Linked DNA regions of Mus musculus: region 2 is linked to region 1. The links are chromatin contacts, called in public HiChIP or PLAC-seq maps. All regions are on one chromosome and are shown on one strand. The core of a region is the stretch at or near the end of the contact, and the rest is flanking DNA. Distances in the headings are between cores, read along the strand shown. Region 1 has its middle 54 kb from the start of Ifng. Region 2 holds the start of Ifng (interferon gamma).

Region 1 (5,480 bases), core at 906-3,405:
TGCTCCTCTACCCACCCACTCCCACTTATTGGCCCTGGCGCTCCCCTGTACTGGGGCATATAAAGTTTGCAAGACCAAGTGGCCTCTCTTCCCAATGATGGCCGACTAGGCCATCTTCAGCTATCAGCTCTTCCAATCTTCCTGTCCCATCTTACACGATGTGTTGTTCCCTGATCTTTAAGTACAGGAGTTGTGTTTAAAACGTAAAAACTGGGACCAGGTATCCTATGACCGGTGCCCCCTGCATTTTGACCTGTTGTGGGTTTCTGTAATAGTCTCCATCTACTGATGAAGAGTTAGAACTACAGTCATCAGGATGGTCTCAGAGGATGGAGGTTAGATATGGCTTTTCATCTTTCTTTAGGTTGGTTATGGCCTTTCAGCTTGCTTTTATCTACAGGTTGAAAACAAAGGAATCTATAAAGGTATCAGTGAAACTGAATATTCTTCTGGAATCAAGAGCTCTTAGAAAGCCTTCCGTAAACCAAGAAACCAAGGACACCGATTTGACAGTAACCCTGACATATGATGAGTGCCGCTAGAGATAAATTCACAGCCATGTATTTATTTCTTTAAAAAGTTTTGCATAGGATACTGACTGCTATGTCGGATGATTCCAAAGTTGCCACAGCAAGGTTTTGGAGCTAAAGGGATTGTCACGAATTTGTACATTTTCTGTGTGTGTTCAAAGAATGTTGCCATCCTGGTCATTATGGCACTGTATAAATTTGATAGAAACAATATAACAACTTAGCTCATAAAATCTACTAAAGAAACATGTCAGATTTTTGTGATATAATGTGGTGTCATTTATACTTAGTGGGTTCTATCGACTTCATTATTGTCTACTTAAGGGTCAGATGACCTCTAATGATGCCTAGTGTGTGAACTTAACATATTTTGACATTAAATAAAAAGATTTTTTTCTCCTGAATCACAATTTGGTTTTCATTTCCAGGCCAATGCATTCCTAATGAAACATTCCAAGTAGTAAATGAACTAATATGTCCTGTCTGATCTGGTTGTTACCCATTTAACTAAGGAAATTATAGTGTGCTGTTGTAGAGTAGCTTCCAGGGTGTGGTGATGCTAAACCTTGATGATTTTCTCTGAGTGCTGTGTGATAAGGAGAAGATGGAGGCAACCCAAACAAAAGTGCTATGGTTTCCAAGGCATCTACAAGCCTCATTCACACAGGTCTCCCTTCAGCTAACTGAGGATTTCAATCTGGCTATATTGGGCATTTGAGACTCTGCTTCCCTGTTATAGGCACATGTCAGAACACATGGGCAGATATGCTCTCATGTTCTGTCCATCCATCCATCCATCCAGTTCACTTCTCAAGGCATTCCCTAAGTACTTGCTGTTTATAGGCAACATTGTGGTACCCTGGGCAAAATTTCTCTCTGTTTATTTAGGAACAACCTTTCCTTAATTAGTCTCACAATCCAAAATTACTTACTTCCATCTTCTTTATCAAAGCACAGTGGTCCCACATATTACATCTATGGGGAGTTCATATGGGGTACCCATCTCCTTACTAGACAATCATGATGGGGGAAGAGATAGTGAGAGGAGCTGGCAACTGGAGAAGGGGCACAGACTCTCCTTGATCTACGTTGAGAGTACTCAGTGTTTTCTAAGAACTGTCTTCAACGTGGCTAAGATAGGTCTGTCAGTGGCCTGTCTCGGTGACACATCCTTCTTTAGAAGCCTTTTTTTCCTTAAGGTCTGTGGATATCAGTGATGTTGAGTAATATACGTTTGCCACCAGCAAGGAAGTACTTAGTATGTGGACGTTAGATGATTAATGGTAAAGTTCCTCCTGCCTCCCTACAACTTTTGGGGTGTTTCAAAAATAGACTACCTAAATAGAGGTGTTCTTACTGATGCAGCACACTCGAAGCTTTCCACAGAGGGGGAATCTCACAAGCTTCTGGGGAGAGCCTGACTGGCATATTGGCAAACACTGCATTTTAATGAATTTCCTCTGCCTCATTCTGGTCCGGCTTAGAAATACATTAAAATTAGAACCAGCCCATTTTAACCTGCCCACAGATGCCAGTTTAGAAAAAGTCAAGCCACGACCTTCAGGTTTGAAACTGGTTTCAGGCTTCCTGTCATTGTTTCCAGAGATGGTGAACAGACCCCACTCACCCTATCAGTCATCCCATGGCTCTGACGACCGTGGCCCTTGACGGAGGACATCAGCTAGGTCCTACGGCCCTTGTCCTTGTATATCCCTGGTCCAGTAGCCACGGTGATACAGCTTTGGTGTGAATATACACAGCAGGGGAAGCTGAAGGAAGTGCTTCCCATCATCGCAGGAAGCTTCTAGATTATGCAGATGTGCAACCCACTGTGAGGAGCAAAAAGTGCAAGCCGGGTTGGGTGAAGCAAGGAGAGCATCGGGAGAACCCAGAAGCAGATGCAGATGGGGTTGGCAATGGCAGAACCCTGCAAGAATCCACAAGACTGCCTGCCCTCCTCTGTGCCTGTGAGATCCAGACTCGCACGAAAGCCAGTGAATTCTGTGAATACTCATGGAATGTTTGCAGTCTACTACTAGTGCTATCCTGGCAATGGCCATCATAATAATTAAAACCCAAAGTTTCTTTGTAACAGTTTCATAGTGGGAGTGGAAGGGATATGAAGGCAACCAGGAAGACAGTGCAACACAGAAAAATCAAGGAGATCCAGATGGCACACATTTTGTGAAGAGGTAAAGTCTGAGGTAACATACCATCAAGATTTAGTACGAGGTCAGTATGTCTCCTTCCACCCCTAGGGTTCTATGACGCTTGTGTAACATGTTTGCAGAATAGTGTTCATCATGTTACACATGTTCAACTGAGGAGTGAAAAGTTTAGGAACTTGAAGAATGTCTTAGTTAGGGTTTACTGCTGTGAGCAGACACCATGACCAAGGCAACTCTTATAAGGACAACATTTAATTGGGGCTGGCTTACAGGTTCAGAGGTTCAGTCCATTACCATCAAGGTGGAAACATGGCAGCATCTAGGCAGGCTTGGTGCAGGCAGAACTGAGAGTTCTACATCTTCATCTGAAGGCTGTTAGTGGAAGACTGATTTCCAAGTAGCCAGGATGAGGGTCTTAAGCCCACACCCACAGTGGCACACCTACTTTAACAAGGCCATAGTTTCTAATAGTGCCACTCCCTGGGCCAAGCATATACAAACCATCACAAACAGGAACCTCAGTGGCAAGCCTCACCAACAGAATACAAGAAATGAAGGAGATAAGTCTCCCTCACCACTATGTTAGTGCTCAGCATAGAGCTTGTTACATAGGAGGTACCCAGACATCCATTTAAAACATCCAGTGGAATAACTGGGTGGCCATAAGGCTGGAAAAGAAGACATAAAACTGGGAGATGATTTAGGAACTAAAATGGTTCAGGTCTGGTTGATGGCCAACTTGGTGATATGGGGTTGGTGCAGAGGAACTGAAGTCTGCAAGCATTCATAGTGATGCATTGTAGTGAGATCTTGCATCTCATCTTGGCTGAACAAGTGCTTTGGAATTACGTTTATATCCTCATGATTGTGATGCTCTCAACCTTGGTCACAGATGTCTCTTACTGCAAGGCTTTACTTTTTACAAGACAGGTCAAGGCCTCTCCTTCCTCACCAGGCATGCTAAGCAATACACCTGTTCTGTGGACGCTGGACCAAGGTGTCTCTGTATGCTAAGGTTTAGAGCTGGAACGTACATGTTGCAAGAGAATGGGCTTCAGATGGGTATAACTTCCTAATAGGCAGCTACCGTTTAAGGGCAGAGAAGAGCCTTCCAGGAAGTAATGGTTTCTAATAATTGTAATGGTGGCTGAGGGTTGTCTCCTAAAGAAGATTCTGGTGTGAGATGCAAACCCGAACACCATGACTTTTCACAGTATGAGACTCTCTGCATCCATGGATTTCAATGTGACTTTCATAACATAGTAAGTTAGAGATTTTATCTGAGACTCTGGCTAGGGAAGCTGGGAGGCCAACTGCAGATCTTTAACTCCCCCTTGGTTCTTATAAAATCTCCTAGTCTCATCCCCCAGCTCTGCTGCAGACCAACTGCTGAATGGCCCCCATCTCTGTGGATCACAAAGCTCTTCCCCTCTTAGTTTCTCCCCCTCCTTTCATTGCTCTATCTTAGCCCCCAACTCCAACTAGCACCACCTAAAAGCCCACTGGCTATGCCTGACAGAAAGCCAGGTGGACTAACTGCAGATCATTCTCCTTCCATTCCCTCAAGTCCAGTCCCCCATTCTTATCCTCAAATCTGCTGTCCAGTCCTCTATTCCTAGCCCCATCTCTGATATCCCATCAGCCTTACCTCACTCTCTGCCCCCCATTCCCAGGGGGCTAAGCAGATCTTATAGGAGACAACCCACTTTTTTCCTTCCCTTGGATCCTCTCAGCACCCCTCTCCTAGCCCATCCCCATTTTACATGTTAGTTCCCAATAAATATGGAAACATTTTATCTGCAATGCCAGTGGCCACACCTATCAGGATCCAAGGAGAATCTCCCATGAGGCAACACATACTTTTAAGAACCTGAGAGGGCTACAGAAATCAAGGGCAGGGGGGAGGGGGAAGACAAGACCAGATATCAATACCTGGAATCACAATCTTTTCAAACCCAGATGCCTAGGTGCCAGCGTCGAAACACAATAACAGCTAGGATAAGAAGCTTCTACCAAAGCTTGGGACTCCTACTACAGCAGGCCTGGAGTAGTAGAACCTAGCTGAAGCACAAGAAAAAGGCCTTAAGATCTTCTTTATGCACATCATATTGGCTCTTATAGAAGAAAATAGATATTTTTTTAAGAATCTATGAAAACATAGTGGAAGAAAGTGAATAAAATAGATCAAGACCTGAAAGTGGAAATGGAATCAACGAAGAAAACTTAAACTGAGGAAAGTTTGAAAATGCAAGTTTAGGAACTTGAACAGGAACCTCAGCAGCAAGCCCCACCAACAGAATACAAGAAATGAAAGAGAGAATGTCAGGCATTGAAGATCTGATAGAACTGGATATCTTGGTCAAAGAAAAAATTAAGTCTAAAACTATCCTGTCACAGAACATTCTGGAAATATGGGGCTATGAAAAGACTAAACCTAAAGATAATAGGAATAGAGGATGTGGAAGGACCCCAAGTCAAAGGAACCAAAAACATTTACAACAAATCATAGAAAAAAATTGCTAACCTAAGGAAGGAGATGCTTATAAAGGTATAAGAAGCATACAGAGCACCAAATAGACTGGACCAGAAAAGAAAGTCCTCTTGGTACATCATCACCATCATCATCACCACCATCACCATCACCATCACCATCATCATCATCATCATCATCACCACCATCATCATCACCATCATCATCACCACCACCACCACCATCATCATCACCATCATCATCATCACCACCATCATCACCACCACCACCACCATCAGACTATTAAAAGCT
Region 2 (5,370 bases), core at 1,272-3,771, 54 kb after region 1:
CCAAATATCTCAGTTAAAAATGGGACACAGATCTCAACAGAGAATTCTCCATAGTGAAAAGTCACATGGCTGAGAAACACTTCAATGTTTAACATCCTTAGCCATTAGGGAAATGCAATTCAAAACTTCTCTGAGATCCCATCTTACATCTGTCAGAATGTCTAAGATCAATAAGACACGTGACAGCTCACACTGGTGTGGAGCAAGGGGAACACTCTCCTACTGAGGTTGGTAGTGCAAATATCACTTTTAAAAAATTAATAGAGAACATAGAACGGTCCCCGTCATCAGGTGTTAGCTAACGAGACCACACCATTTTCTAGCATTAATGGTAAATTACATTTAATAAAAAAGCTGATTTCCTTCAAACTAGAAGGAATAGCATTGGAACTGTTAAAAAACTTGAGGGCAATAACTCAAACTAGATTCCCCCCCCCCCCCAGAAAGGGTTTCACTGTGTAGCTCTGGTTATCCTGGAACTCACTCTGTAGACCAGGATAACCTCAAATTCACAGAGATTGCTGGCTTCTGTCACCTGAGTGCTGGGATTAAAGGTATGAGTTACCACGACCCTGCTAGATTTTTTTTTTAAGACAGATTCTCATGATTCTTAAACTGGCCTTCAAGTCTCCAGCAGCAGAAGGTGACCTCGCACTCATGATCATCTTACCTCTGTTTCCATCTGTATTTCATGCCTATTTTAAGTCAGGGTTTTTATACAAGCACTCTACCAACCAAGAGATGTTCCTGACTGTCAAAACAGAGATTCTTAGGTAAACATTCAAATGAATATTTGTGTGTGTGTGTGTGTTGTTTGTGTATAAATCTTTATGCTTATGTATTTGAGGGAAATAAATTGTGTCACAGAAGCAATGAAACACTTTCTGGTTTTAAGGAAATTAGTGGGCACTGGGATGGGGGTAGGGGGCATGCATAGTTACCTCGTATATGAGACTGGGGAAATTGAGAACCCATGAAGCATAGAAACAAAGTGCTAGCCCTGCCCAGAGGATAAAGTCTGATTTGAAGCTGGAGGCTTGGGGGAGAACCAAAACAGAGGATGGTTTGCATCTGGGTCAAGATAACTGGGTACCACTCTGAGATGCTCAGATGAGGGAAAGGGGGCACATGGCCAAAGGAACTGCACGAACAAGCTGCATAGCGTTGTTAAACATCTGACATTGCCAAATAACCATCAAGTTTTAATTGAGCCACTAGGAATGCCGGGAAGAATTCTCTCAACTTTCCATGGAGCATTTGGTTGAGCCTTTGGCTGAAGTCCGGAAGAAAATGCTAGTGTTAAGCTCACTGTATAAATGTGGAAACTGAGTCACAGATCATAAAGATGCTGACTCAAGACCCCGAGGCTAGAATATGAATGGTTCAAGTCTGCACCCATAGCCACTGTGTAATGTTAATGAATACAGGAAAGGCAGGGATGAATACACGTGGGCTGGCACTGAAGAGCAGAGGGCCTCCTGCCCCATCCTCAAGGATCGAATTTCATAGATAAGTTACCAAAGACAGAGAAGGAAACTTTTAGTGTTTGAACTTGATGGGGGAAACAATTTTCAGTTATTAATCCTTATTTGGGACAAGTGTGTGTCTAGTGCTGGACTAGTCATTGGGATAGCCTTAGCCACATGTGGGTATGAGAGTTAGAAACATGGCTAATCCTGAAGTGATTTCTGCTGTGTATATAGGATAGCCACTAGGCTTTAAATATTTAGTGGCAGAGGAATTGAAACTCTTATTCATCATAAATCTTGATACACATTGATACCTTGGGTGTGTTGAGTGAAATACAATATCTAATGAAGTATTCTTGCATTTTTACTTTTATTTCATTTTGCATTTTTTCCCTTTTATTAATGGAGGAACTAGATGATTTTATTTTACCTATGTGGTCTGCCTTTTCTTCTTTCTGGGCACGTTGACCCTGAGTGATTTGTAGTAGGTATTTTACTAATCACCTCCATTGAAGGGCTTCCTCACCACATTGGCTTTTTAACCATACCCTTTCCTTGCTTTTCTGGTCATTTGCAAGAAAAGTTTGAAAAGGCTTCCCCCATTGCATGGTTTGAGAAGCCCAAGAGTTTCCTCATGGTTTGAGAAGCCCAAGAGTTTCCTTTTATTCAGCCGTCCCCAACCACAAACAAAGGCTCCCTGTGCTGTGCTCTGTGGATGAGAAATTCACATTACAAGGGCAAAAAGGGGGAGACGTAAAAGCAATTTCCAGCCCCCACCCCAAATGGTGTGAAGTAAAAGTGCTTTCAGAGAATCCCACAAGAATGGCACAGGTGGGCACAGCGGGGCTGTCTCATCGTCAGAGAGCCCAAGGAGTCGAAAGGAAACTCTAACATGCCACAAAACCATAGCTGTAATGCAAAGTAACTTAGCTCCCCCCACCTATCTGTCACCATCTTAAAAAAAAAAAAAAACCAAAAAAAAACTTGTGAAAATACGTAATCCCGAGGAGCCTTCGATCAGGTATAAAACTGGAAGCCAGAGAGGTGCAGGCTATAGCTGCCATCGGCTGACCTAGAGAAGACACATCAGCTGATCCTTTGGACCCTCTGACTTGAGACAGAAGTTCTGGGCTTCTCCTCCTGCGGCCTAGCTCTGAGACAATGAACGCTACACACTGCATCTTGGCTTTGCAGCTCTTCCTCATGGCTGTTTCTGGCTGTTACTGCCACGGCACAGTCATTGAAAGCCTAGAAAGTCTGAATAACTATTTTGTAAGTATGAATTCTTAATAATGCTTGTGGTTGGTTGACCGTGGTTGATGTTGACTTGCTACGGTGAGCGCCAGGCTGCCGTCTCTGGTCCCCAGTCATTTTGAGAAGATGGGGTGCTACGTTGCTATTTGCTGGAGAGGTGTTTATTGACTTAATGATCTCAATATCGATTTAACCCTCTGTCCAACTTACTACGGAGTTAGAGGGCAATTACCAATCTTCCCAAAGATAGGCATAGTATAGGTCCAAGGTACAAAGATGCTGATGATTTTGTGATTTCTTATCATTTAGTTGTGATAAAAAATATCCTTACCTCAATGGTTCTTATTCCTTCAGACGTCTTGAAAGTGATAGTGAGAGATGGATATTACCACCAAAACTACGCAGGGAAACAGCTTATCACTTAAAGTAATGGGAGGCAAAGTTCTTAATGTTTCTGTTTAAGAAATGCCCCCCTCCCCCGAAGTTGTTTTACCCTGAGGAGTAATTTTGAAATTCTACTACAATCGAATCAAAGCCAGCCGCTTGGTGAGGTTTAATGAGACTCTATATTTCTCAGAGTTTTCAGGATTTTCTCTTTTGTGATTTTTTTTTTAAATTAATGGTTAACAGAAGCAAATTTTATATCCTTAGAATTTTATAATTTGTCCCAAATGTATATACTAGTATACATATAGCTATTAGCATAATGTTCAAGCATCTACGGTCAATCCTCTCCTCACAGTGTAAATCAAGCTGCCTCCCGTATGTGTTTGGAGCTATTTTTTAAAGTAGCAATGAAGCCCTATTACAGCACAGACTGATGTTTCAGAGGCCTGGACCATAAGGGGGCAGTGTGCACAGTGGGATGATTCTAATGATTTTCTCTCTCCCTTTCTTAATTTGAGAGTAAGTTTCTTTTTAGCTCACTATGGTTACTTGAGGGTACTTGAAACCTCGTCAGCTTTGTTGAGTTTATTTGTGGCCTTGCAGTTTCAAGACTGGGCCAGTACATCCTGCAGCTAAAAGAATGTAACAGTAACAGTGTTTGGCTACATGCAGTCTTTTAGGGGATACTTGTTGTTAGAAGTAAGTGGAAGGGCCCAGAAGGAAACCTGTGACCATTATCAGCACTGAATTCAACAAAACTTGATAGATATTTTCAGGGCAATTGGTGAAATAATTACAAATCAATTTTTTTTCTCTTTTCCTCAGAACTCAAGTGGCATAGATGTGGAAGAAAAGAGTCTCTTCTTGGATATCTGGAGGAACTGGCAAAAGGTGAGTTGAATATTTCTCCTCTCCCAGTTTCCCTGTTGTTTCTAATGGGTCATTTCTTAAAATCCTCCCTTTGTGTTATTTCCCAAGGATGGTGACATGAAAATCCTGCAGAGCCAGATTATCTCTTTCTACCTCAGACTCTTTGAAGTCTTGAAAGACAATCAGGCCATCAGCAACAACATAAGCGTCATTGAATCACACCTGATTACTACCTTCTTCAGCAACAGCAAGGCGAAAAAGGATGCATTCATGAGTATTGCCAAGTTTGAGGTGAGACGGCATTGCAAGTTGCTGTATTGTTGGCTTTTTATTTTTCATTGTCTCTAATTATCAAGCGGTAGAAACTAACTACTCATCAGCTGATAAAGCTAGGAGGTGAAGCAGGATCTCATGTTTCCCCACTGCAGACAGATTGGGAGGACTTTTTTTTGTGTGTGTGTCAATTTTGGAAAAACACAGACAATCAAACTATTGCCCACATGCTGGGTAAATGCACTGAGGAGGAGGCAGAATAGGGGAGCATTGAGCAGAGCTCTTGTGGTCCCCCCTGGGTGTGTGATGGAAACTCTTGCTTAGGCTGGGAGGTTGTGTGTTAGTGGAAAGAGCAGTGGGTAGGAGGGAGTGAGAAGACTTGTATCCTCCTCCTCCTCCTCCTCCTAGTTAGGCCACAAGGAGGAACGCTGACTACAGATGACTCACACGACTGGCTGGGGTGCAACTGGGATCGCTACATAAGTTTTATCTCTTTTGTCAAAAACAAAACAAAATGAAACCTCCACAGTGTCAAGGGTAGAAGACGAGGATGAGGGAAGGAAAGGAATCAGGCTCTGAGGAGACTTCTGGGCGTCCTACCCCTCGGCTCTGGTTAGCCTCTAGTGCTATGCAGTCCAGTTTGTTTTCAGGCGAAGCAATGGTAGACATCCTTTAAAAGGATTGCTTTATACATCTTATGAAAGGCTTGGTCAATTAACTTTCAGATATGGCGGTATTCCAGCCATTCATGCTTTATATCATGAAACTACCTTAAAAGTACCTTTAAAGTATGGCCGTGAGAATCCAAAAGGTAACTTAAAAGCATAAAGACTATTCTCATTCTTCTAAATTTTACATAGAAGGCCAAAGGCATTCCAAACATCCTTGGGCTTTGATGATGAATGACGTCAAATGAAAGGGACAGGTGTCTTGTTACATTTTGTGGCCTAATTACTCATGCTCACCTTTCAGGCTACCTGCCTCTGCCTCTAACTAGCCTCCCGCTCTCGCTCAGGAGCAGGGAGATGGTAGCCCGTCTTAGTCCATGGACTAGAGATGGATGAAATAATCGTTTCTCACTGACTTTGCTTCTGCCTTTCCATCCTGCTCTGGCTAA

The links. HiChIP or PLAC-seq counts read pairs in DNA pulled down with a chosen protein or histone mark.
Region 2: a BATF HiChIP or PLAC-seq map of CD8 T cells shows a contact between it and region 1, with 15 read pairs. The contact joins the promoter of Ifng here to the enhancer-like site in region 1. A contact is called at or near these places in 1 of 15 datasets of contacts at CTCF or cohesin (CD8 T cells), 2 of 484 Hi-C or Micro-C datasets (CD4 T cells and Th1 cells), 2 of 115 datasets of contacts at active chromatin or transcription factors (CD8 T cells and effector CD8 T cells) and 1 of 9 other capture datasets (adipose tissue).

The regions. Positions count from the first base shown.
Region 1 is chr10:118,384,791-118,390,270 of GRCm38.p6, forward strand. No RefSeq gene overlaps it. Among named protein-coding and RNA genes, the nearest start is that of Ifng, 54 kb to the right of the region's middle. Within about 2 kb of position 2,156, at least 3 of the 459 cell types and tissues checked have an H3K27ac peak or open chromatin away from gene starts, as enhancers often do. A contact at or near this core is called in CD8 T cells, where this site is marked.
Region 2 is chr10:118,438,525-118,443,894 of GRCm38.p6, forward strand. It overlaps Ifng (interferon gamma), which reads left to right and starts at 2,522. Exons shown (of 4, transcript NM_008337.4): 1 at 2,522-2,741; 2 at 3,936-4,001; 3 at 4,089-4,271. The coding sequence starts at 2,631.